Regions from separate parts of the Zea mays genome. Here regions 2, 3, 4 and 5 are each linked to region 1. The links are chromatin contacts, called in public Hi-C maps. All regions are on one chromosome and are shown on one strand. The core of a region is the stretch at or near the end of the contact, and the rest is flanking DNA. Distances in the headings are between cores, read along the strand shown.

Region 1 (5,346 bases), core at 772-3,271:
GTTTCTTTTCTTCCTGTTTCTAGTACTTAGACAAAATATGTTAGTACTCGAAACAATGTACTAAGTCTAGAAACGTACCTTGTAATATGATTTGCACTTCTCTCTTCATTTAGCACATAAGAACCTAATTAAATGTGTTTGTGTACTTAATCACCAAAACATAATAGAAATTGCCCAAGGGCACATTTCCCTTTCAAAAATCCTTCTAGTATTTCTTGAGGTAAAATCTTCGATTAGATCTTCGTACTTAATCTGCTCCAACAGATCACTTTCAATTTCTAGTATTTCTTGTGTCATGGTAGAATGCAAATAGGTTTTGACCAACTTGAGTTTAGAAAAACTCTTTCCGCAGATGCAACGGTTACAGGAACTGTTAACAAAATTCGGTATGCAATAACAATATTGGAAAACACCCTAAATGTTTCACATGCTTCAAAATGTCAAGAGGGCCCATAGATTCCTTAATTAAATCTCGGATGAGTTTTAACTCCACAAACAATTCTTTTCCTTCAATATCTGAATGTTCTCCACTTTTGAGTGTAGCCTCAAGATTCATAGAACAAGAAAATAATCTCTTATCATCCAAAGAGCGCAACTTATATGAAGTAAACAAGAAACCAAAAGTCTTTTCATACCCCTGGTATTGTTCAAAGGCCTGTTTGGAAGCCTGCCCCGGGCGCCACACCGCGTCACACTTCGAACGCCGCGGGTGTGGCGCCCGAATCGGCCGCCACACCGCGTCACACTTCAAACGCCGCGGGTGTGGCGCCCGAATCGGCCGCCACACCTTAGGCGTGGTGCGGCGCCGTAGGTGCCTGTCCAAACAGCCCCCAAATCTTCTAGTCAGTGACGTGATCGCTTGATCAACAATAGCAAGAAAATAAGTTACCCTAAATGATTCTTGTGCAGATTGTGAAGCAATAAAAGTATCTTCAGGGGTCTCATCTAAGCAATATAGTTACCCTAAATGATTCTTGTGTAGATTGGATCAAATATATCATGTTGAAGGCTGAGAGCATAGAGCCGATTAAAAAAGTTGAAAGAACTTGCCTGGCGTGCTTGCTAGTTAATTCAGAGCAAAGCAACTTGGACTTGGCTTCACGCGGGAGACAGGGTGATGATGCTGTAGCCTGTACACGTTGCTGCCGGTGATTCTCTTCAACGGCGATGTCGGCGCTGCCGCTGGTGATGGCAGGGCGACAGGGATGTTTTGCGATGGAAGCCAAAGGGGCAGGTACGCGGCCGCGTGTTTCTTTGCCTTCCTATGGAAGCCACCAACCGAGAGAGGCTAGACTAGTTAGAATCGGATGGGATATGGGCTGACTGAGCTGCTAGTATACAATACATATACGTGAAATGGAGGCCTCCAAAAAATAGGGGCCCTGTGCGGTCGCCCATTTTAGCCCTCCTAAGCGACGGGGCTGCTTCATCCTCCGCGCAGCTACCACCAATCACAATTGCAAGGTGACAGAAATGTATAATCACAATTAATCCTAAAAAAATATTAAAATTTTCAGGATTAATTGTGATTATGTAATCATGATTTTAACCTTTTATTTTTTAATCACTCATTCTGATATTCACTAATAGTGTTAGGGTAAATGACAACTTCGTTTTCAAAACACAGGGGTAGAATCACAAAGTTGGAAAATGATGGATAAAATCATAATTGTAAGATAAGAGAAAGACATAATCATAATTAACCCTAATTATTATAGGTATGAAGAATGTGGCGATTCTACCAAAAATAATAATAGAATAGATACATGACCCGACTCTCCTAAACTAAATATACGTTGATCCCGCCCGCGTACCTACTCGTGCTAAACAATCGTATCCATTCCTTCACAATGTCGCAGCCTCTCAGTCTCAGGCCATGGAGAAGTTTGCAGCCCAGCAAGAAAGTGGACGTCTCCAACCCTATCAAAAATGGGCCTTACAATGCGGCAGGGCCAGGAGCCCACAGAGAAGCGGTTCCAACCCAAAATACGTACGGTCGTCTGTTGGACGGCACTGGTGAAGTCGAAGTCTCGAAGGTTCCAGCGAGCGACTGTGTCGAGCAGGAGAGAGCGCGATGGGGAAGATGCGGCAGCTGATCTGCCTCGTGGCCGCCGTCGCCGCCGCGGCCATCCTCCTGACAGGTGACGCAGGGTCTTTACCTCTAAACTCGATCGCCTTGTCAGAGCCGTCCGCCCCTCACAGCCTTGCTCCTTCCCGTTTGCCTTGACGTGCTCTCCTTTTGAAACCATTGCTTGTGATTTGTATGCAGCGTCGGCCAAGAAGTCCGGCGACGTCACCGAGCTTCAGATCGGCGTCAAGGTCTGTGCTCCGTAACCGCGGTCAACTCTCCTCGCCAGTTTAATTGTTTGCTGTCTTCGCGGATTCTGGCGGATCTTGGATTCGCCGGTTTCTTCATTTAGCAAAAAATATTTTGTGAATTAGTGCCTTCGAAAAAGTCTGTAGACTCCCATTTCGTGGGCGTCAGTTGAAATCTCTTAGTAAAGGATGGCAGAGTTCAAACTCAGAAAGGGGTCGGCTTCGATGATTCTAGTATATCGAGCTACACACGGATCTGCGACTGCAAAATCTGTAGCCTTTTCTTCCCCTTTAACGCAACATTCTTGAGTCATCGAATGAGTTTCACTTGAATTTTATATGTGTCACTCAAAGATGAATACAGGAAACGATTGTGGTACTGTTCTGCTAGTCAAATTCATGTAGTCGATGCTCAAACAGTCAATCTAGAAGAGGTCTAATCTAAAATTTCCTCGGCTAGCCTGTGTTAAAGATGGTCTCCCTGCATATTGCTACCTCTGGAAAAGAACTTTATCGGACTAGTACCTTATATCAAGATTCTAGACCACGCTGGGTGATGGTTGATGGCCTCCGGTCACAGTTGGTCCTCTTAAGGGATAACCATTGTAATGCTGCTGAAGTTGTCTGTTTAGGGCCTTCTCCAAAGGATATATATACCCTCTGTTATGGGTTATCGCTTCCCCTTCAGGCCTTGTTTGGGTACTCTAGTATTCACCCCAATCCACATTTGTTGAGGTGGATTAGGGTGTAAATTAGGGGTGAATACTAGAGTACCCAAACAATGCCTCAAAGTTCAAAGTTCAAACAGAAAACTAAGAATCATTGGATCATGATAGTGAGAAATATAATATTTGGTTACAATCCAACGTGTTAGTTAGGGATTGTGATAGTGGAGAACTGCATGTCATCAGCTTCTGCTTATTGTTACACAATTACCGTACAATGAAACAATGAGAACAGGCTGTGGTTTTCTTGTTATTACATTTTGAAAGGAGGTATCCTTTTGTTCTGTGTGGCATTGATTTTTCTCTTGCTTGTCTTCCTTTCAGTACAAGCCTGAGTCATGTACGCTGCAAGCACACAAAGGAGACAAAATTAAGGTTCACTATCGTGTAAGTACCTGATCTGTATGCTTTTTTAGCCTTGCTCTATTTTCCACATTGACTTTTTTTTTGTTCAGTGATGTAGCCCTGTAAGGGATTTGCTCATGGGTGCTATAGATATGCCTTAACTCACACAGTTAATATAGTCACGCAAAAGAACTGTGCTATTTGCTTGGGAGTATGATCTTTATAGATTCATAATATCTTGTCTCATATATGGTTTTGCCTTTTTCATGTTCGATTAAAAAGCACTCCTCGTCGATACTTTACCTGCAGTGTCTCTTTCCTCTTTTTAACTCTCTTTGTTATTTAGCTGAAAGGCTTGATATGCTGCAGGGGACACTCACTGATGGATCAGTTTTCGATTCTAGCTATGACAGAGGTGACCCGTTTGAATTCACTCTTGGAAATGGCCAAGTGATAAAAGGTTACTGTCCTTTCCTATAGCCACAATAAAGTTTCCATGTTTATCTGTGGTCCAGTGTCCATACTAAACTGTACTGGGATATAATATAAGCATACGTCACCCAAAAAAAAATGGATGAAATGGCATATGCCATTTATATGACACGCAACCTTAAATCCGCCAACTGACTCTGTCGTTTCCATCTGTAGGTTGGGACCAAGGATTGCTCGGTATGTGCGTGGGTGAAAAGAGGAAGCTAAAGATACCTGCAAAGATGGGTTATGGTGAGCGAGGCTCCCCACCAAAGATTCCAGGTATGGCTGATGATTTGTCTGCTTGCATGCTGGTTTCCATGTGACGAAATGAATCCTGTAGATTCTCTCTTCTTTAGCGTAGCCATTTTACCTCATCCCTGAAGCCGCAATTCACAGTCTCTTCCATGGACTTTAAAGCCGTGTGCTCCTAGGGATTTTTTTTTTGATAAAGCTAACAGGAAGTTATGTACGTGCTCAATAAATAGGTGGAGCAACTCTGATCTTCGACACGGAGCTTATCGCCGTCAACGGGAAGACATCCGGCGGTGCAAAGGCAGAGAGTGACAGTGAGCTCTGATACAATGCATTGGAGAGTTTCAAAGCTCGGGGGGGAATAGTAGCAGCGTCGCATAGTTCATTAGGTGAAAGGGTTGCTGTTTCCTCCACATAGCAGTTTATGCTATAGAGATGTCACAGAAACAAGTCAGGTTTTGCCCGATGGTCGAACAGTTTCCTTTCCATCTTATGAAAACTCGAATTTGTCTATAAAGCTACCATGGTCTTCAACATTGCAGCCCGTTTAAACTGTCGTTACATCGATCCATGGCTTGGAGAGAGAGAGAAAAATCAAAATGTAGTGGGCGTTGCCAGCCAGCCTTTGCTTTTCCCTGATGTCTGTAGCTCTGCCTTCTGCTGTTTGCCGTGCGCAGAAGAATGTGTACTAGCTCTGCCTTCTGCCAGAAACATTATCACAAGCTGCTGAGCTGAGACGTGAACTGGCTCAAAGTTCTCAGATTCACAGAACCCGTGGTGACGACTGGCTGTGCGGCGCAGAGGTCGAGCAGCTTGTGTTGGGATCTCATGCGGTTTGTCTTCGGCGCAAAGGAATATAAGTTGCTGCGTCCGCTGCAGGAAGTAAAAGGCGTGATGAGCCGAACATGTTCGTCAGCTCAGGAATTGCAGTTCTCGCTGGCTGGACGCGATGACGAGGGATAACACTAGTCGCTATAAAACTCAAAAGGCAGAATGGGTGCTGTCGCCTGCCTGACGCGCCATGCTCTCGACTGTTCGTGGTGCGTTCATCTTTTGACCTCAGCATACACGCACTGCACACGCACACAGCAGGTTGAAGTCCGTGCCGCCAAGCGCCTGCACCAGTGCCGTCTGAACGTGTCGATGGAGCACAACAACGGAGCCGTCTGAAAAAGAAAAAGGTGTTGAGGTTGGCGAGCCTGAAGAACCGACGGGGGCATGCATCCGCTTTGAC
Region 2 (5,346 bases), core at 1,755-4,254, 490 kb after region 1:
TTTTGGATGTTTGGTTTCTAACGAAAGAAGAGTGGAGCAATTTCTGAAATCTTCATATGAGAATTTACCCATAAATAGTTGGGACCCTCCCACTCCATCAAAACGATCGGATGTGAGCGTTTTCCTCCCTCTCCTCCACACCACTCATTATTCTTCCAACCAAACAAAAAACGGAGCGGCTCCACTCTATTCTACTTTCTAGCCAAACAAAAAAAAAATGAAGTGACTTCATTATGCTTGCCAAACACATAATGGAACAACTCCATTATCAGAAACGGGAATGAGGCCGCTCCATTCTAGTTGACTCCCCAACCAAAACACCCTTAGGGAATTAGGACACTTGTGCGGTTGTGCTTTTGTTGTGGCAAGGGGCATGGTGATCACTCTTACTATTCAGGGATGTTTGGAAACAAAGTATTTTTGGAGTTTTAAGTTAAAATCATGACATTGAAGAATACCATAGTATCTTTTTGTCCAATGGTGTTTGGTTGTATTGTAAAAAAACTCTGTTTTGAATACCATGGTTTTGTAGATACCATAGTATTTTTGGAGTATTTAAAATTGCACTCTAATCCATAGTTTTTTTTTGTCTATGACTAGCCGGCCTTGTACATGTATACTAAATATCATGGTTTGAATTACTTTATTTCCAAACACATATTTGTAAGAATAACGTAAAAATACTACACTTGTGTCCTGACATTTTAAAAACCGTAGTATTTCAAAACTTTGGGTTTGTGTGGTTTTGTACTGGTACTGGACTACTGGTAGAGCAAAGTAATCCGTTACAGACTTCCAGTAAGCATGTGTACGTGTTTGTGTTTCTGCAAAGGATTTGAAACCATGTGGCAGATTATTCTCTTTCAGAAACGGAGCGCCCCCGTCGTTTAGCAAAGGAATGACTTGTAGTAAAAGGGAGGTTGGCAGCATGCGCACGTAACGGAGAGCAGAGGGAGGAAGGGCCCATCGGCCAGGGACCTTATCTTTTGCATGCACGGTAACATGACAGACGACATGACCGGTCCAAGTCACGTAGTATTCTGTTCTTCCGTTTCAATTATCACGGTCAGTTCTCCAACCAAAAGTGAGCGCGCCGGATTAGACCGAAAAGTGAGCGCGTCTAGTGAGCCAGAGCCAGCCAGCACAGTACTGGCCCTCTTCCTTGCTCGTCACCGGCCGATGGCGACGGCGGTGGAAAGCTCTCGGTCTCGGCGGCGGGGAATTTAGTTAAAAGCGGCGTGCAACGGGGCGGAACCGCAGGAATCATTGTTGTGTGGTTTTGCCATGGTTCCGTCCGTGCAAAAAGTGGGTGCCTTTTGCCGCTCCCCACACCATGCGCGGGCGGCGGCCTTCCGGCCTTGAGAGCCGCGGCTGGCTGATCGAGGAGAGCCACCCGCCGGCCGGGTGTCGGGCGCCGGACGGGACGGAGGCGAGCGCGACGAGCGGCGCCCATCCTCGGGTGCGTGTAAGTGTGTTCGAGTTCGACAAGGGCACGCGCGCGACAGGGCACGCACACACACGCACTCATTGTCTACCATCGTGTGCGGTGGCAAGGACTTGGTGCCAAAAGCCGGCAACTTTACAGTCGTTACTGGACAGTGGACACAGGTAGAGAGACCGAGATTTGAGAGACAGACAGAGGTGACTGAGGGCAGGCAGCGACCACAGAAAAGACGAGCATCATCACTGCGCTAGCGCTATGGACACTAGCAACTCGGAAAGCGAGGGCTGGTGGCCAGGCCTGCCCCTCCTGCACACACCATGCACGGCTGCCCGATTGTTTTTATTTTGACTCTTTTTTTTAAAAAATAACGTATGCCTAGATCCGTGTCATATGTCTTGGTGATGATGTTTCAACCCTGTATTGCCGTGCCTCCGTTTTCTGGTTGCCGCTTGCTCTTCCTCTCTTCTCCGTCCTACTCTCTCCGTCCACATATATTTGTCACTACGGTATTCGTATGGCTCAAACTTTCTGAAATTTAACTGGATTTATAAAATATATTAGCAACATTTATATCTTCGAAAAATTTTACTATAAAAGTAGATTCAAAGATCTATCTAACGATACTAATTATGTACTATAAACATTCTATTTTCTTATATAAGGGGGTGTTTGGTTTATAGGGACTAATTTTTAGTCCCTACATTTTATTCCATTTTAGTTGCAAAATTGCTAAATATAGAAACTAAAACTCTATTCTAATTTCTAAATTTGGCAATTTATAGTCTAAAATGGAATAAAATGATGGGACTAAACATTAGTCCCTACAAACCAAACACCCCCTAAATGTGGTCAAAGTTAAAAATGTTTGACTCCTCGAAAAATAAGAACGGCCAACATTTATGGACGAAAGAAGTACGCGCCTATATATATGCTCATCGATCGCTGCCCCAGTTCCGACCCTGACTCCAACCTAGACCCTCATAGTCAGTCGGTGGTACGAGAAATAAATGAGGTCCATCTCAAACGGGATGAGACGGTTTAAATTGGAGCTCGAACTGTAGACTGTGACTGGCGTTAAACCGTATAACTTCAGTGTTATAGATCACGACATCTCTCCACATGGTTATACCCGTGTTAATGGATTGTTTGGTTGTTGCATGGAGATTGGAGGGTATTGAGTGGCATATAATTCCTTGTAAGTCAAAATAAGTAGTAAAGGATTATACCACCTTCAATCCCCTCCTATCTCTATGCAACCAAACAAGTGCTAATGGTCTCATCAAATATGTGAACGTAAACTTTTTTGGGGAAAAAGAATCTAATATAAAAGTCGGCACGGCTGCGGCATGAGTAAACTCTTGTGACTGGGGTGGGGTATTGATACTCATTGCCTGCCTGCCCGGGCTCGGCTCATTGAACGCTAGCTGCTGCTTTGGGCGCTCGCTTTTCCTCGAGGGCTTTCTGAAAAGTTCGGGTACGTGTGCCCCCACATTCTCTTCGGACAGGCCTTTCGGCTATGTATAGAGGAGGAACCCCTGTGCTCCGCTGCCCAATTCCAACCCCAGCTTTGACTGCCCTCGCTTGGTGCTCAGTTCTTTCCTCTGCTCCTCCGCCTCTTCTCGCACCTCGGCACCTTCTTCGGCAACTGCGAGCGAGATGGAGGTGAGCCGAGAATGCGTGTCTTTGTTGGGCTTCTTCTCTTGTTTTTTTGCAACAGCGAAACTAAACTATACGCCATGTCCTTGCTAACAGAGAAACAAGCCATGACAGTTGGAACATGCTCGTTTTACATATACATAGTAGACTAGTTATCTTACCTACTGTGAATCTGAAATATATAGTATTGCCGTAACAGTGTTTGTTTTCTTTTCAAACAAGCACGTACGTGTCCTACATTCACATACAGTTTTTTTTTTCTTTTGCTTCCAAACTTCCAGAGAAGAAGATTACACGAAACTGTATTGCATTCTTCAGTCGTACTGTTCAGTCGCCCACCACCAGTGGAGTAAAAAAAAAGTTTCGTTTCGTTTTCTGCCAGGCGCAAGACGACTGCAAGTGGCGGCAGATCCCGGCGTTCGGCGACTGGAACGTGTGGGACGGCGACATGCCCGTCACCCAGTACTTCCAGGCAGGGGCCTTCTTCTTCGCGGCGCCGGCGGAGAAGGGCGACGCGGATCTCTTCAAGGTGCCCCAGTTGCCTGCCAAGCCCTACGGCTACAAGAAGGTGAAAGAGCACTGCATCCATTTCTTTCATCAACTCCCCAGCACTGTTTCATACTCCGTGCCGTGCAGTCTGCACTAGTTAACAAAGGTGGTACTGACAATTCTGTGTCCGATGCCTGTCCTGTGCAGTGCGTTGTTCGAGTGAAGGGGGAGAAAGAAACCGCTGTGCCGCCGGCGGCGAGGAAGGGACGCAGGAGGCGCTGCGTGAGCGAGCAGCACAAGTGGAAGCCCAAGGGAGCTGTGGACGAGGACCTGTACAAGATCTCCCCGCAGCTTCTCTGCAAGGTGAAGAAGGCAAGTGCCCTGTAATCAAATCCTCCCTAGCTAGTTTGCTCTCAGATCAGTGCGTCTCTCGCTGCATGCACCCAACGTGTAGCTAAGTGGGGTTTTACCTTTTGTCTAGTTCTCGTCATGTGACTGTCCTTTATCTAGCCTAAGCTGACCCCTTTGCAAGTAGCTTTTGTTTGGATAGCATTAGATAGAACATCTACATTTGCCAAAGATGTGACCTTTTTTTCAAAAAGAAAGAAGCTTAAGCGCTTCATTTTTTTCACAGCATTTGGACGGCCTTTTGTCAAAGGCCATGAGCGATAAAGCTGGACTGTAAATTCAAGCGAGATTTTAGGCGAGGATTTTATTCTCATGACCTGTTCTTCGTTCTGCAGAAGAAGCTGCTGAGGAATTTGCTTGGAGGGTGCCTCGGCTTGGGCTGCATCGCCTGATAGTGAGAGATGCAGAGCTTAATAAGTTTCTTGAAAGTTCGCTTGCTTGGTGCTCTGGAGAGAGTTGTATAGTTGTCTACGCTAATATGAGATTAATGGAAACTTACTACTGCTTCTGCACTCGTTTGAATGTAACACTAGCTTGCATTCCATCTTTCCTACGGTTGCTTCAGTGCCTGACTAAGGGCTGTTTGATTCTGAAAATGTATAAATTCAGCCTTATTGTCTTTCACAGGTACGAATTGGACCTTCATTAACTAATGTGTTCAGCAAGACTTGTTAGCCCAAGTTGAATGGTTCAGGCAAGCTTGTCTGTAACCAAGGGCACCCCTGTCTGTAAACCCCTATTCAAGCTAGTCATCAATGTACGACAACTTTCCTGGTCCTGCATCCCATGTTCCCGTTTATCTTTTCTCTTCTCTCTCCTTATCTCTCACGCTTTACTAGGATAGTGTCACTGGGCATTAATAATATGTGGAGCTAGTTCAAACTTGCCACAACCTTTCGTTTCTCTCATCCCCTCCTTCCTTTGTGAGCCCCGGAGGAGAACGTGAGATTTGGGCTAAAAAAAAAGATTAAACCTATAAGTAAATTCCGAAAATAAGTACTCTGAGCGCTTCGATTCAAGATATTGGAGATCATACCTCTCATCCCCTCCTTCCTTTGTGACCGTTGATGCCGCGATCTTTGTCTCAGAGGGCATTCAGCATTGGACCCACCAATATATTCCGAAAGCTTTGACGAGATTAGATTTAGTTGGTCAAGCTGAGCATAACATAGAAGCAATAACATCCGATATGGGAGGAGGAAGAAAAGGATGTGTGACAGTAAATTAGGAAAAAAAATCATGATCTAGTACCATGTTAAAAGTGGCAAAAAACAATATTCTCATGAGGGTTGTACTCATCTATATATATAGAGATGTACATAAGAATGATTTACATGGTAGTTGAGATT
Region 3 (5,346 bases), core at 867-3,366, 360 kb after region 1:
TGAATAACTGACTATTTGTTGGGCCTCTGTATCTCAAGGCTTCGATGAATCTTCTTGTACATTGATGTATTCTAAAACTTGTCTTGGTATTGGGTGAACCACAAAGGGTTTAAATGACTTTAAATGCATACTTAGCAGTAGCCAGGAACAAATTTTGGTTACCATCATCAGTGGCCTTTTAAGCAATAAATTCTTCTGCAAGGAACTCCGATATCCTGCTCACAATATACATTGCAGTTGTGGCCCTGCAGTGGCAACTCATGCACAGAGCTCAGTTTACCTGAATTCTCACAGAAGTTATATATACATATTTGTGCCTTATACTTGCAAACTGCGTGCTTTTTTGGCACCAGAAGTTTGCTGCTGATAATAATGTACAACATGAATGAAACTATGCATATTCACTTTAGTCAGAGATGCAGGTAACGGTTTGACATCTTTTCTCTGACAACTTTTTAGTTAATTAATCTTTAAAATGAGGTCTAATTTGATTGAATGCTGGCCACAATAGCATTCCCTCTGCATGAGCTCCATTCTTGTCACCTTTCCTTCTGTGGGTTTGTGTAGTTTAACATACTTCCCAATTGTACAGGTGATTGTTATTTCTATTACTATGTAAAAGAGGAGTGCCATGAATGACCATAAGAACTGATGATGCTCAGAAGATCCAGCCTAGATCTCCAAGGCTGTTCAAGCAGTTGGTACATTTTGAGGTTTGTTCATACTTCATAGACTTGATGCATTGTCGCCATAGGTCAACCGTACTATTTATGCACTTGAATTGGCTGGCCATTCATACTTTCAGATGTCAAAATTGGTAACCATTTATACTAACAAAATTACTAGTCCATAACCTGAGCTAGGCATTTTAAAGTACAAAATGCTCCTCCAGACTCCAGTCCTCTACTAGCTAACCTCTTGTAAAATAGAAATGAGACAAAGAAGCCTTTTTCAACAGAGAAAACAAAGAATAGAAAGAAAAGGAGAGGGAGAACCAAAAACGGGCGAAAATACTACTATTCTCCAGGACACACAATAACATAGAAGCTCCTCCTACTCATTGAAGATCACCTGTGGCAAACACACTTGTAGTGGTAAGCACTGTTCATGGGGTCATTTGCATCCACTGGGACTTGCTCAGCAGTACACTTGAATCGACACCCTCTGCACTCGTTGTATGTGCATATTGGCGCAATTGAGCCGATCAACATTCTCCGTGCATACTTTGGCAATATGCCTTTGTTTAGACCCTAATAACAAGGCATGTGAAAATATCACGCTAACTATACTTGCTTTAAGGTCACTGAGCAATTTGTGGGTTAATCTATTGCAAGGTTGTATTCCACTTTTTTTTAGAAAAAAAACTTTAGTTTCATTCCTTGTTTCAATTCTAAAGTTTTTTTCCAGTAATACTAGAGGAGTGATGGATGTTGGAGGCAAGTGGTTGACATTTTGTCCTTCCAAAGTTTTCCTGTCATAATACATGTGTAAAAGAATAAAAAGGTACTGCAAGCCTTTGAAACTTAGAACCCTGAAGAACGCTACATCGCTACATCTGAAAGAGAGATGGGTACCTTGACGGTCTCCTGCAAAACTATATGTTTACCAGGTAATTCCTGGTGGAGATATTGCACCACATAATCAGCACCTTCACCACAAATTAGATTGAAATGAGCAAATAATCAGTGGAAGTGAACAGGAAGCAAATGCTAAAAGAAAGAAGCGGCTCGTCCCATGCAAGAAAAAGAAAGGAAATAAACAACTCGGTGTTTGTACAAGGAAGGGAAGAACCTGATGTTCTGCCATTGTGGCCTTGGCTGCAGAGAGCATGACCGATGAGCAAGTAAGAGAGAAGGAAGAAGAGGAGCAGGGAGCTTGTGGTAGTCGTGGAGCAACCATTAGCCATCCCTCTAGTTCAAGTGAGCAATGGATAGAAAATGGGGGGGATGGTGCTTTATTTGGATTCAGAGAAACAGCATAAGGAAGCAAGTGTTAGAGGTTATATAAACTGGGAGACAGGTGCAATGGCTTGTGTGTGGCAGCTCTGTGACTCTGCTCATGCCTTGCATATGCATATCCCTGTGCCATACCATGCAGAGACACTAGTATGGAGGGGGAGCAGTGGGGACTGCGGAGACCACCAGCACCAGGTGGCTCCACCCTCTCGTATGCACGAACGCACGGGATAACAGATGCGTCTGAAACTTAGCTGCGGGGGGCATTGCTTCAATTATTACCATAGCGTCACTTTGTCTGTTATAGGTGTTCCTTTCTGCGTTTTTGTTTCCTGTATCCCATTTTGAACGTAAGAATTTTTTTTTACAGGACAATCGAAGTTAACGGGCACAAGATCCGAATACAAAGCTTGGGCGTTTGGTGTTTCAGTGTTGCACAGCAGGAAAGGAAGACAGTTGACATGGCTCTTCCCAGGACAAAAAATGAATAGAAATCAACTCCAAATCTTCACTCAAACCCTGAAAGAGAAATCAGCGAAGTTAACCCGTTTGGTGTCGCTTTTGGACCAGCTCCAGGAGCAGTTTTTTCACAGCGTCACTTACTAAGGCTTTGTTCGTTTACACCAATCCAGCTCTGGATTAGCATGGATTGGAATTAAATCCATGTCACAATCCATGCCCCAAAATAATCCAAGACTACTTAAATTTTTTTATTCGGTTAAACCCATCATGGAATATAACCCAAGGGTTTGTGATTTTTTTTTAACAATGAAAGACATGAATTCTATCCATAGCTCATTAGGTATGGAATAAATCCATAAAGATATTGCACAAGTTTACATTAGAATCTATGGATCAAAAGAATAACTAGCTTTGAGAGATATATGGATTAGTTGATGGATTTAATCCCACCATAGGATTGGGTGTGAGGTATGGATTCACCCAATCCATAAACGGATTAAATCCATGGTAGGATTTTATCCCATGTAACCGAACAAGGCCTAAACGGTGTCGAAGATGTTGCTCCCGCTCCGCTTCGCCCGAAAACACGCTCCGGATCTGTGCATTTGCGCCCTCCCCAAAATACCCTCTTCTCGTGCATCCTGAATCATATATACGCTTTATATTTTGAGACCGAGGAAGTACATCTTTTTTCTTATTTAGCAAGAGAAGGTGGTTGGAGAGAGAGAGAAGGCAATGAACCAACAAATAAAGAGAGAAACTCTGTTCAGAGCCTGTAATGGTACGTGACCAGGCAATGCCAGAGCAAGCTCTGGATCCTGCATCTCTGCATGGCCAAGCTCTTGCCCAGTCCACAACGATGTCCGTCTCCTCATGTGACCTCCAAAGGCATGGCCTGCTGCATCTGGATTCTGGATTTCATATTCGGAGCCGTACCATCCACGGTCTGGTGATGTCTCGTGGACATTAGTTGTTGGAATCTCTGGATCTGCCACAGTGGTATTTTTGCTCTATATTTTACAACTTGTTCGATTATTCTCATTACATATGTATTGATTAGGATTGGAAAAAAATAAAAAAATTGACTTGCTTGATATTTAAACCCACTTAATCTATATAGATTAGAGCGAACCGAATAAGCCTTTAGATCTTGTTTGGTTATTTCTGATCTATCTAGATCTAATGGGTTTTGACTTGCTATGAATTATTGAGCGCTAATGGAACAAGCTCCCTTTTGGGTGGAGGATATCGCCATGTTGTGGGTGGATGGATGTGAGCTGAGCACTGGGCAGGCTTCAGTCTCGGACCACTGGTCACGACTCACGAGGCCGTAGCCGAGTCAAAAATGTGGTCAAACTATTTTTGAGTGGTAACCAACCTATAGGCACGGGTGTCTCACGAGTCACGACGCATGATGCGCTGCTGGTGCTGGGCACACACCAGTTGTATTTGGCAGCAATGGAAGCATTCGGCCGGATGGTAAAAAAAAAACAGATCAATTCCTTCGATGCTACCAAAAATTACAGTGCTTTCCTAAAAATTATCTAACTTTTTTTTCTTCGCTGCTATTATACAAAGTTTTAGTTGCTGTCATTCCGTTAGATCCCAGTTAAAATTGTGTCACGATTCACGAGACCACCGGCCCAGCGGCCCTTTCTAGGCCGGGCACCACTCTGTGCGTAGCCTCCTGCCTCCCTCGATGCAGCAGGTGTCCCCGTGCCTGCGACCTAGGCGGTTCCAGCGGGATGGTCTCGACCGCTGACGTGGCGCAGTCGGAGGTCGGTACTGACCAAGATAACGTCAATAGCGGACGATCGATCGGAGCGGACGACAGCGATATAGCGATAAGGCTGATGATTCACTGAAAAGTATTCTCCATCTTATGAAATATTAATCATATTTTTTTTCCTGATGTTGATTTTCTACTTCATTTTTAGGTCTTAAAATAATATAATGCTTCGTCTTTTGATTTAATTAAATTCATATATCAATATGTAGTACAATCATATATAAAAGTTGTGAAGTATCTTCTCCCGCCTTTAATAAATTCTTCATTGGATATCATATAAATCAGAATGAACTAGTCACAACGCCAAGTTTCTCGCATCCACAACTTTGTGAGGCTTGCGAAATTGCTTAGATTACACATATATATGATATTTAGAACTTCTAACTAAATTAAATTTGAGCATTAAATTCAGATCTGCTAGCCATGTTAAATAATCAAAACTAATATGAAAAAGTCGTGGATGCTAAATATCCAACTCATATATAATAATAACATTTGGCATAACTTTATTATACACACCATTAAGCAAAGTAAATGGAGTAAACCTCCACAATTATAGCCTTTTTCAATAACCAATAGTATACATTCATTCAACTCGGAAACTATTATGTAAATACACAGTATAGAGCTTCTAGTTAGATTCTTTTTTTATAGAAGAAACATGCTACATGTTCTTGAGACCACCATCTATCCTGAAGTGAACTTTCGTGAGCACAAAACTTGTTCCCCAGGCCATCAGTAAGGCTCCAACCCCGCTAACCCTATAAGAAGAAAATAAAGAAGCATCCACACATGAATATTAGTCATAATATCCATCTACCATTCTGGTGGATTACATATTAAAAGAATAGTACGTAAAATATCATACCTATATGTTCTTTCTTCAGTCTCACTAATAAACATGTTTGTGATTTTTTTATTGCTTAAATTTGTAGTTTTGACATGCTCTTGTTGAGTGTTCATGCTCCCGTAATGGCCTTGACTGTCCTGAGGGCCCCGACACTTACAAAGGCCTTAATTGACTGTCTAGAGGGCCTCGACACTTCGAGGGGGTGGGGAAGACTTAGATGACCCAAACACATTTAATATATTTGTTATATTTTAAATAAAATATAGTAGATCATAGTCATATTAAATTTA
Region 4 (5,346 bases), core at 963-3,462, 340 kb after region 1:
CGATCTCCGGAACTCGCCAGCCTCGGGTTCGCGCGGCAGCCGCTCCGCTAAAATTCACCGGACTGTCCGGTGTGCACCGGACTGTCCGGTGTGCCAGCGAAGCAACGGCTCCCTGCGGCGCCAACGGCTCCCTGCGGTGCATTTAATGCGCGCGCAGCGCGCGCAGACGTCAGGCACGCCCATACTGGTGCACCGGACATCAAACAGTACATGTCCGGTGTGCACCGGACACCCAGGCGGGCCCACAAGTCAGAAGCTCCAACGGTCAGAATCCAACGGCAGTGATGACGTGGCAGGGGCACCGGACTGTCCGGTGTGCACCGGACTGTCCGGTGTGCACCGGACTGTCCGGTGCGCCATCGAGCAGACGCCTCCAGCCAACGGTCAAGTTTGGTGGTTGGGGCTATAAATACCCCAACCACCCCACCATTCATGGCATCCAAGTTTTCCACTTCTCAACTACTACAAGAGCTCTAGCATTCAATTCTAGACACACTAAAGAGATCAAATCCTCTCCAATTCCACACAAAGCCTTAGCGACTAGTGAGAGTGATTTGCCGTGTTCATTTGAGCTCTTGCGCTTGGATTGCTTCTTTTCTTTCTCACTTGTTCTTGAGATCACAACTCCATTGTAATCAAGGCAAGAGGCACCAATTGTGTGGTGGCCCTTGCGGGGAAGTTTTGTTCCCGGCTTTGATTTGAGAAGAGAAGCTCACTCGGTCCGAGGGACCGTTTGAGAGAGGGAAGGGTTGAAAGAGACCCGGCCTTTGTGGCCTCCTCAACGGGGAGTAGGTTTGAAAGAACCGAACCTCGGTAAAACAAATCCGCGTGTCACACACTTCATTATTCGCTTGTGATTTGTTTTGCGCCCTCTCTTGCGGACTCGTTTATATTTCTAACGCTAACCCGGCTTGTAGTTGTGTTTATATTTGTAAATTTCAGTTTCGCCCTATTCACCCCCCTCTAGGCGACTATCAGCAGTTCTCTCTCCCCGCAGGTACAGAGCCGAGCGGTGGCTATTATAGCCCCCGCCCATGGCGGAGGATGTTAGGAGGACGCCATTGGTAGCTACGGCTGCACATCTTGCCCGGCCGAGCAAGATGGCGTTCGCGAAGGTCATGGCAAAGATCATGACGGCCCGGCGGCGACGGCGGCCCTCACGACGCTGCCGTTGAGGACCTCGCCTTGGCCGGCGGAAACCAGCACAGCGAGGCCGAACGTCTCTGGCGGGGCCGGGGCGGTAGCACGGTGCCTATCACGGAGAGAAAGCGGATACTTCAATAGCGCGGGAGAGAGGAACGGTCGACGTGTAGCGGACGCTCGACAGCCTCTACGTTTGGCGTCTCCCGAACGAGCGCTAAAATTTAGCGCGCGCCATATACCGAATGTTGTTGGACCCATCACGCATGTCACGAGCGCTAAAATTTAGCGCGCGCCATATAACGAATGTTGTTGGACGCATTGCGCATGTCCTCGTCCGCAATTTAGCGTACCAGACCATCTAGCTAAATTTAGTGGTTATTGCTGGAGACAGCCTAAAGTCGATAAAGATTTAGGAATTGGTTTGGTTGGGGTTCAAGGGCTGGCCCAGTAGTGCACTTACAACGACGCTTTCCAAAGTTATTTAGATTTTAAGTTTTGTTTCAAATTGGCAAGTAATTTTAATTTTAAATTTCATTTCGAGTTGGTTGGGGTACGCCAGCGACACTTTCCAAAGTGATTTAGATTAGATTTTAAGGTTTGTTTCAAATTGACAAGAAATTTTATTTTTTAATTTCATTGAGTTGGTTGGGGTACAGGCTCAGATAGTAGTGCAATGTAGCTACTGTAATGGATCCTCTCCCATATAAATAAAAAATAAATTTAATATCAAAGTGAACACATAGTCTACATATCAAATATCAGATATTAAACTGCTAAGAATAGACTACACTTCTTAGCCTTTCTCCGGCAATGAGCGGTCAAAGCCACCGAGGTGGGACTAAAAAGAAGCCGCGCTCCGCTCAAGCACGGCGCTCGTTCTTTGATACCGATCGTCGGTGCTATACCCAAGCCGCGGTAGAAACGGGCTCGTTAAGGCCCATCAATAGCTAGCCCACCAAAGAATCCCTCGGGCTTCGGTTCGGCTGTGGAAGTCACTCACTCACTCATCGTCTGATTCGTCTCCTGCTCTTCTCCTAGGCTCCTACACGGCTACACTTTGGCTTCGTCTGGAACGGTCATGTCTGAGGCTGATCGATGCGGCCTCCCTGTCCCGCCGTTGCACTGCCAACGCTCCTCTCCCGCCTCCGTGCGTGCAGGTCCGCCTCCCACGCGCTCCAGTGCCACGCCCTCCTCCTCACCTCGGGCCACCTCGCCGCGTCCCCGCTGCGCCTCTCCAACCACCTCCTCCTCGCCCTCGCGTCCGTCCCCAGCGCCGCCGCGCTCGCGGACGTCGTCTTCGCGCGACTCCCGCTGCCCGCCGCCCGCGACCCATTCGCCTGGAACACAGCCATCCGCCTCCATGCCCCGGCGCGCCCCCGCGCCGCGCTGCTCTACTTCGCGCGGATGCGCCGTTGCGGCGTGCGGCCCGACGCCTACACGTTCCCCGCGGTCCTCAAGGCCTGCGGCTGCGCGCCTGGCTGCAGGGCCGGACTCCTAGTTCACGCCGAGGCCGTGAGGAGGGGGCTGGCCGCGGACCTCTTCACGGTGAACGCGCTCATCAGCTTCTACTGTAGGATCCTGGACATCCGCTCGGGCAGGAAGGTGTTCGACGAGGCAGGCGGCGTTTCGCGGGATCTCGTCTCGTGGAACTCCATGGTCGCTGGGTACGTTGGGTGCGGGGAGATGGGGCTCGCGCAGGAGATGTTTGACGAAATGCCGCAGAAGGACACGTTCTCGTGGGCGACCTTGATCGACGGGTATGGGAAGCAAGGCGGTGCTGGTGTGGACCGTGCACGCGAGTTGTTTGATCAAATGCCTGAGAGGGATTTGGTGTGCTGGAACTCAATGATCGATGGTTATGCCAGGCATGGTAGGATGGATGAGGCGAGGTCACTGTTCGAGGAAATGCCGGAGCGGAATGTGATCTCGTGGAGCATTGTCATTGATGGGCATGTCAGTTGTGGAGAGGCAAAGGAGGCTTTGGAGTATTTTCAGAGTATGCTACGGTGTGGCTTAAGGCCTGATAGGATCGCTGCCGTGGGAGCTGTCAGTGCTTGTGCTCAGCTGGGCGCTTTGGAGCAAGGAAGATGGCTTCACTCTTACTTGGAAAAGAAGAAGCTGCTGTCTGATGTTGTGGTGCAAACAGCTTTGATAGATATGTACGTGAAATGTGGGTGCTTGGATCTTGCCATGTTGATCTTTGAAAGCATGGCCGAGCGGAGTGTAGTCACTTGGAATGTGATGATTGTTGGACTTGGAACTCATGGTTTTGGTCTGGATGCTGTCACGCTGTTCCATCGAATGGAGGCTGAAAGTGTTGCAGTGGATGATCTTAGTGTACTTGGCATGCTGACTGCTTGCACACATGCTGGGTTGGTCTCAGAGGGTTTAGAGATATTTCACAGAATGAAAAAGGATTTTGGGATAGATCCCAAGGTAGAACATTATGGTGCATTGGTTGATCTACTTGGTCGTGCTGGCCGTTTGGATCAGGCCAGGCATGCTATAGAGACAATGCCCATGGAACCAACTCCAGAATTGTGGGGATCTCTTCTTGCTGCCTGTCGAAGCCACAGTTGTGTTGAGCTGGCTGAGTTATCAGTGGAACGTCTTGCAGATCTTGGAGCTGATGATTCTGGAGTCTATGTCCTTCTGTCAAATATCTATGCTGATGAAGGAATGTGGGGTGATGTTTTGAGGATTAGGAAATTGATGAGTGATGAGGGAATGAGAAAGGATATTGGACGGAGTGTGATTGAAGTGGATGGTGAAATACATGAGTTTGTGAATGGAGTTGGCTCATATATTTGTAAGGATGAAATGTACTTGATGCTGTGGAATTTGTCTAACATGGTGGCATCTATTTGATGCTCCTTTGTCTACCAATTTTGTGAAATCCTTCACCATGGTGTATGTTGTTTTAACATCCTAAACATGCACATGACCAAATTATAATTACATCTGATGGTTCGTAGCTCTGATGGTAATGTGTTATTTTTCAACCCTGAGGTTTCCAGCTCAAGCACAAGCAGGTACCAACTCAAACAACACTGGATCGATGAGTATCCATGTGTGGTCCATTTTATTATTTTTTCTTGACTTGCCTGCACAGTGGTGACTCAAGATGTGATTGAATGAAGATGCTTTGTATTTGAGGCTTCAGTTATTTAGTCATTTTAGTCAGTTTTAAAGGACGTAATGGTGTCGGCGTTTCGAGACAGGGGGGTCCCTAAGCCGACGAGTGAGTGTGCTGCGTGCCCCAGCCCAGATGGGTCGAGCGCGTGGGCGAGCGCGAAGGGGGGAGAGGCGAGGTGGCCGGAGTCGAGCGTGAGAGAGGTGGAAGTCCCGCGGCCTTCGTGTTCGTCCCGCGCCCAGGTCAGGTGCGCTTGCAGTAGGGGGGTTACAAGCGTCCACGCGGGTGAGGGAGGCGAGCGGCCCCAAGAGAGCGCCTGTCCCGTCCTCGGTCCCGCGCGGCCAACCTTCTCTAAGAAGGCCCTGGTCCTCCCTTTTATAGTCGTAAGGAGAGGATCCAGGTGTACAATGGGGGGTGTAGCAGAGTGCTACGTGTCTAGCGGAGGGCGAGCTAGCGCCCTAGGTACATGCCAATGTGGCAGCCGGAGAGATCTGGGCACCCTGCTGGCGTGATGTCGTGGCTGTCGGAGGTGCGGCGGAGCCTGGCGGAGGGACAGCTGTTGGAGCGGTCGAGTCCCTGCTGACGTCGTCCTGCTTCCGTAAGAGAGCTGGGGGCCGCCGTCGTCATAGAGCTTGTGGAGCGCCATCATTGCCCCTCCGGCGGAGCTGGCCGGATGGGACGCCGGTCTTGTTCTCCGTGACCCGAGTCGATTCGGGGTAGGATGATGATGGCGCTTCCTGTTGACGTGGCGGTCTGTGCCCTAGGCAGGGCGACGTGGGGGTTCCTCCGAAGCCGAGGTTGAGTCTGCCTTCCGTTGCCGTGGCCGAGCCCGAGCCATGGGGTCGGGCGAGGCGGAAGTCGTTCGGCCGAGGCCAGGGCGGAGTCCGAGCCCTGGGGTCGGGCGAGGCGGAGTTTCGTCGTCTTCCGGGTCTTAGCCCGAGTCCGAGCCCTGGGGTCGGGCGGAGCGGAGTTCGCCGTCTTCCGGGTCTTAGCCCGAGTCCGAGCCCTGGGGTCGGGCGGAGCGGAGTTCGCCGTCTTCCGGGTCTTAGCCCGAGTCCGAGCCCTGGGGT
Region 5 (5,346 bases), core at 1,336-3,835, 310 kb before region 1:
ATTTCCTCCAAAAAGGCAATCAATCTGAATGTCGTCCGAAAATTTCCTGAGGACGCACTTTTTTCCCGGTTGACGATTGTGATGCCACCCCCCAAAAAAAGTCAGCACCACGGCAATACGGGTACGGGTACGGCATCCGTGCCCGTGAAGAATGCCCACGGTGCGGTGACCACGGACCACCGCGCGCGCGCACGTAGCCTAGGCGCAGCGGCCCCGAGCCCAATGAAGCCACGCAACGCAACGCAACGCAGCTACGCAAGTAAGCGGGTCGGTGGGCGGAAAGCAGAAAACTGGAAAAGGGAAGATATGCATATACGCATGACGCCATGACATGATCGATAGCCACACGCCAAGAGCAAAAGGGGACGCGGGGGGCAAGCCGGAACGACTGGCTGAGGTCACTCCGGTCGCCTGCTGTCCGCTCCTCTCCTCACAGTTCATACCCGAACCAACAAAAAAAAAGATGGGCAGGGGACGAGCGAGCGCACAGCACAAAAGCCGCACTCCCCATGAGAAGAGTGGGAAAAAAGAGAGGAAAAAGACAGAAACGAGCAGCCCCGCACCGCCGGGACGCGTACAAAAGAGCGTGGCAAAATTGCTAGGTGCACCGCCGTGCCACAGAGAGAGAGAGACGCCGCAGAAATGTATGCGTCAAAACTCGTGGGCTCTCTGTGCTCTTTATTTACGCCTTATATAGAATGCGAAAATACACGAGCGTTTCAATAAATAATAAATAAATAAAAATCATCCGTCTGTTGCTGGTTGGATCTTCAAGTTTTACGTAGTAATATCCGTCTCTGCTTCTGAGATGGTATGCAGTAAGAGGAGACGAGTAGAGTGTCACCGTGTCGCGCGTGCATGATGCATATGCTACACAAAGGAAGATGTGCTCGAGTGAGGTCCAAGGCCGAGTTTATCACGCTTTTTATTTGCTATTTAAGGCCTTGTTCGTTTTGTGTCGGATTAGTGGGTCGAATCAATTTCTAGCCGAATTGATTCTCTAATTTATATAAACTTTAATTAGCTTCAACGATTTCGGGTGCAATCCGACGTAAACGAACAAGGCCTAATAGTACGGTGAGTTGGTGATACTTGACACTTTGACTACAGAGACACGTAGCATTGGTAGCAACATAAGACTATTTCCATCATTTTATACATCCCTATCCCCCATATTTCAGACTTAACTCTACAAGCATTACAGTCTAACATACTCTTTATTTAACGATGATTGTTTTAATGGAAAGTTTAGTTCACATCATGATGTGATAGAGACAAGTAGCGACACAATCAATTATCGTCGTGCAAGGGTACCATTGTGAAATGGTCAAAATATTTGATACATGAGTGAGTTAGGCTTTCTTGCACAAATTAAATTCTAAACACAAGGCCAAACTCCACTCAAGTGATTAATGACGTGATAAAGAGTTTTGCACTCTAGCTAATTTTCAATTCCAAATGAAAAGGCTTCAATTGAACCGCTTCAATGTAAATATGTATAGTAAACAAAGGATTATCGGACTCCTCTGGAGACTTGGCACTCTCTGCTAATCCTTGTTTGATCGATCCCTCTTGGTCCACGCAAGAACCAAATATTTTCTACGAGCTGCTACTTCACCGCTCCGACACGATGAACCGCTCACAACCATATACAATACCGAGTTGGGTCACCTACAAACTCTTCATGTGATCATCACACTTTTGATCGCCATCTAGCCACCATTTTAGGTATTAATGACTACCAAAGAGTAACAAGCATTAAATTCTCATATGACCTAACTAATTCCAATGAGGGTGGTGGATGCAAATAGTTCACTCTATGTCTAATGAGATCGCTAGCGGTGAAACTAAATGTTACACCCCACTTAACACAGTCCAGGCAACAACTCACTGCACCGGACACACCAGTACCTTCCTAATGGCTATGGTATTCAATTTTCACTATAGACATGTTTGATGAGTACAAACTTGAATATGCACAAAAAAATATATGTTCGTCTATGAAAATTGAAAATGTCTAAAATTCTAGAGGACTAGCATAGTATACTATTCCCTTCGTTCATAAATATATGATACTATTGATTTTTTTAAAAACTTTGACCACTCATATTATTCAAGAAATAATGAGTTATCATTTACTTTTTTTTGATTTGTTTTATCATTTAAGGTGTTTGTGCTTGATTTAATTTCTTACATTTTTAAATAAAATGAGTGATTAAAGTTTTCGAAAAAAGTCAATAGTATCATATTGTGAATATAAATATTTTGAATAAGACGAATGAACAGAGTTAGTACTTAATAGAATTGATACTCGTACCAGCAAGTTTCTGTACTTTGTTTTTCCTAAGTTTGTACTTCTTTATCGGAAGTATAAAGTATAGGTGACCGACCAGTGTTTCTTTACCTTTCATTTTCCGTGCTCGATTTTTTTAGATCGAACACCAGGCCAGGAGGAGGAGCAGGCGCGGCTAAACGCGCGAGTGCACGTAGCAAACCGCATCGTCGAAAGAGGAGAGAGAAATAATAAATATACGACGAGGGGGCATGGCCCCCCTCTCCCTTATTCTATTCCTCCACACCGATCACTCGCTGCTCCCCTCTCTCGCCGGAGCTCCGGGCCGGATGGCGGCGGCAGCAGCAGCTCCTCCCGCCTCCGTGATCGCGTGATGGACGCACACACCGCCGCGCTCCGCCGATGGACGACGCCGGAAGGCCACCACCACACGCTCCCGTGGCGGTGACCGCCTCCGCCTCCGCCTCCGCCACCGCCGCGCCCGCCCCTCCCCAACCCTCAGCCACTGCTGCCGTCGACAGGTCCTCCCCCGACCCCGACGCGCTCTATGAAGGTTAGGGATTACGCTTCTCTCTCCGCTCGCGCTTCAGCTCGTGTCGCGGTTGGGGGGAATTGGGGGTTCGGTGCTCAATTTCCCGTGTAGGTTAAAGTTCACCCAGGTGCTCTGTTTTTACGTTTTTTTTCCTTTCTTCCGTGGAATCACTGGCTGCGCCTGGAGTACTCTATTTGTGAACCATGGGTTGTTAATCCCGATTCCTCTTGTGTTATACGTATCATGGTTTGGTGATCTTCACGTCGTCGTGAAATTGGGCCCATTGTTTTTTTTTTGCCGTGACACTGGATTGGGCTACACCGCGAGGCTGTTATTAGTTTAGAAGGTTTCTACCTTTCTAGCGTATAGTCTAGATTCAGCGGATGCTTCGTTAGGATTTTGTTATAACCGTAGCTAAGTGTTGATGATTTTGTTATTCGTTGCATGAATACCTTCGGTGCGAAATGTGGGTGATTTCATTTCTCAAAGAGACCTAAAGTGAAAATTTCACACTGCACATTGTTGATATTAGTTTGTTATAAATTATAGTGGTTTATAATTAAGTAAAGTAGTAAGTAAGTGTATGTGCAATGTTGATTGCAGAGGGGATGTGGCAACAAATGGCCATGGACAGCGGTGCCACTATGCAACCTGGGTCATATCCTGAGCGACCAGGTGAACCCGACTGCACTTACTATCTCAGGACTGGATTGTGTCGATTTGGCATGAGCTGCCGATTCAATCATCCTCCGGATAGGAATCTGGTGAATATCCCCGCCTTTCCAAACTGTGATTATTTGTCGTATTGCTTTGAATCACCAGATGTTTTTTCCATTATCCAATGTCATTGTTGTTATGTACATTAGCAGCATTGTTATGGACCATATGCGGTTGGAAGAATATTTATCCTCGAACCAAAGGCATTTCCCTTTCTGATGTGTTTCAGTTGCATCAAGGAACAAAATGCAAGAAGCAATGTTTGAAAAGAAAATATGTGATGATGTGTCTATATGATCACTATTGGTATTTAACCCTTTTCCCACAGGAAAACATACAAAGATATTGGTTCCAGTAGGATGATGATAATATTTTGTCTAAGGTGTTTGTCAGTTCGAAGTCTCTGTTAACCTGCTAGTATGTGTGTTCTGTTGCAGATAACACAATTTGTAAAAATAATCCCGAAAAATCTGTTTTTAGGCCTGCAGTGTTGTCAATATGATTATTTTGCCTTGTGCCCCATCTTCATATCCGTTCTATTATTGGCAAACTCTCTGTGATTTGTCCCACGTGACCTGGTGCTGCCCGTTTCTTTAATATTTTAATTTTAAATGGTCATATGATCTTTGAAGCATAGTTTATGAACTACTGTTTGTGGCAATGACTTATTGGCTAGTCTGCGACAATAGCCCAACACCCAACTCCACATTAGCAAAGTTAATAGAACAGAGGCAGCTGTTTATCCCATAGTTCGATTTTTTTTGTTACCCTTGTGAGCTGTGATATTTGTGTTCTTTAGTGATGCTTTACATTGGTTGGTGCTTCTATGCAAATTTATGTCTTTATTTGAGTACTCGTTTTTTTTACTTCATATCCCATTTTTTGTTCTCAAGTTAGGTTGAATCTGTTTAATTTTAGGCTATTGCCTCTGCCAGAATGAAGGGAGAATATCCTGAGAGAGCGGGACAGCCAGAGTGTCAGGTAACTATTATAACTGACTCTTCTGTCCTTCAGAAACACGAGCCATAGAAGTTTTACTTTTGGAAATGTCTTTTTTTGGTTGAAGTGCTTTGGTTCCTGTACGATGATTTTAAGAAATTGCTTATATGACCCATACACTTTCAATTATAGTTTGAATAATAAAAAGTAGAGACAAGAATATCAATGCAGATAGCATATTCTTGTAGTTTTTGCAAAGAATGCAAGGTTCTAGAGATGTAGTAGGCATATTGGTGAACACATGCCCACAGGTAGAAAAGAACTCTGAACTATTGTCTTCAGATTCCTGAAGGACAATCTTGTTCGTAATTGTACTCTTACATTAGACATCTGGCTATTTCTGTTAGTCTTGACATTTCACCAGATCTACATCTTTGATCACACAATCCATTGAGTGCTTTAGCTTATATGTCATGCTGTGCAAGTATTGAAGCTGAAAATTACTGATCTTTTTTCCTGTAGTATTATCTGAAGACTGGAACATGCAAGTTTGGCCCTACATGCAAATTTCACCATCCCAGGGAAAAGGCTGGAATTGCAGGGAGGGTGCAGCTAAACACATCAGGATATCCACTCCGCCCGGTTTGTCTTCCGTTGCCATTTATATCTCCTCTTCTACATATGTCTGTTTGTTTTGCTGAAAAGAAGTCCACTTTGCTTCTGTAGAATGAAAAGGAGTGTGCATATTATTTAAAAACAGGACACTGTAAATATGCAAATACTTGTAAATTCCACCATCCGGAACTTTTCAATGTGGTGCCTTCGTCACGTGGTTCTCCTATTTATACCTCTGTACATTCCTCTG

What was found. A called contact is a pair of places that touch in the nucleus more often than the background predicts.
Region 2: a contact with region 1 is called in a Hi-C map of endosperm, with 3 times the contacts expected there. The contact joins the promoter of LOC100191186 here to the promoter of LOC100285758 in region 1. A contact is called at or near these places in 4 of 25 Hi-C or Micro-C datasets (ear, endosperm, leaf mesophyll and 1 more).
Region 3: a contact with region 1 is called in a Hi-C map of tassel, with 5 times the contacts expected there. The contact joins the promoter of LOC103650856 here to the promoter of LOC100285758 in region 1. A contact is called at or near these places in 2 of 25 Hi-C or Micro-C datasets (ear and tassel).
Region 4: a Hi-C map of bundle sheath shows a contact between it and region 1, with 3 times the contacts expected there. The contact joins the promoter of LOC100193045 here to the promoter of LOC100285758 in region 1. A contact is called at or near these places in 2 of 25 Hi-C or Micro-C datasets (bundle sheath and leaf).
Region 5: a contact with region 1 is called in a Hi-C map of ear, with 1.7 times the contacts expected there. The contact joins the promoter of LOC100194377 here to the promoter of LOC100285758 in region 1. A contact is called at or near these places in 2 of 25 Hi-C or Micro-C datasets (ear and tassel).

What each region holds. Positions count from the first base shown.
Region 1 is chr3:164,140,592-164,145,937 of Zm-B73-REFERENCE-NAM-5.0, forward strand. LOC100285758 reads left to right here and starts at 2,022. Exons shown (of 6, transcript NM_001158648.2): 1 at 2,022-2,141; 2 at 2,270-2,319; 3 at 3,366-3,428; 4 at 3,756-3,846; 5 at 4,035-4,139; 6 at 4,346-4,611. The coding sequence starts at 2,075. The coding sequence ends at 4,437.
Region 2 is chr3:164,628,350-164,633,695 of Zm-B73-REFERENCE-NAM-5.0, forward strand. LOC100191186 reads left to right here and starts at 3,005. Exons shown (of 4, transcript NM_001196816.1): 1 at 3,005-3,106; 2 at 3,483-3,668; 3 at 3,797-3,961; 4 at 4,333-4,610. The coding sequence starts at 3,101. The coding sequence ends at 4,389.
Region 3 is chr3:164,499,493-164,504,838 of Zm-B73-REFERENCE-NAM-5.0, forward strand. LOC103650856 (EPIDERMAL PATTERNING FACTOR-like protein 9) reads right to left here and starts at 2,117. Exons shown (of 3, transcript XM_008676450.4): 1 at 1,792-2,117; 2 at 1,575-1,648; 3 at 768-1,250. The coding sequence starts at 1,906. The coding sequence ends at 1,068. It also overlaps a transcript of LOC100193045 not described here.
Region 4 is chr3:164,482,037-164,487,382 of Zm-B73-REFERENCE-NAM-5.0, forward strand. It overlaps LOC100193045, which reads left to right and starts at 2,213. Exons shown (of 1, transcript NM_001138213.1): 1 at 2,213-4,027. The coding sequence starts at 2,239. The coding sequence ends at 4,011.
Region 5 is chr3:163,834,095-163,839,440 of Zm-B73-REFERENCE-NAM-5.0, forward strand. It overlaps LOC100194377, which reads left to right and starts at 2,586. Exons shown (of 7, transcript NM_001139411.1): 1 at 2,586-2,846; 2 at 3,429-3,589; 3 at 4,461-4,523; 4 at 5,004-5,123; 5 at 5,208-5,346. The coding sequence starts at 2,696.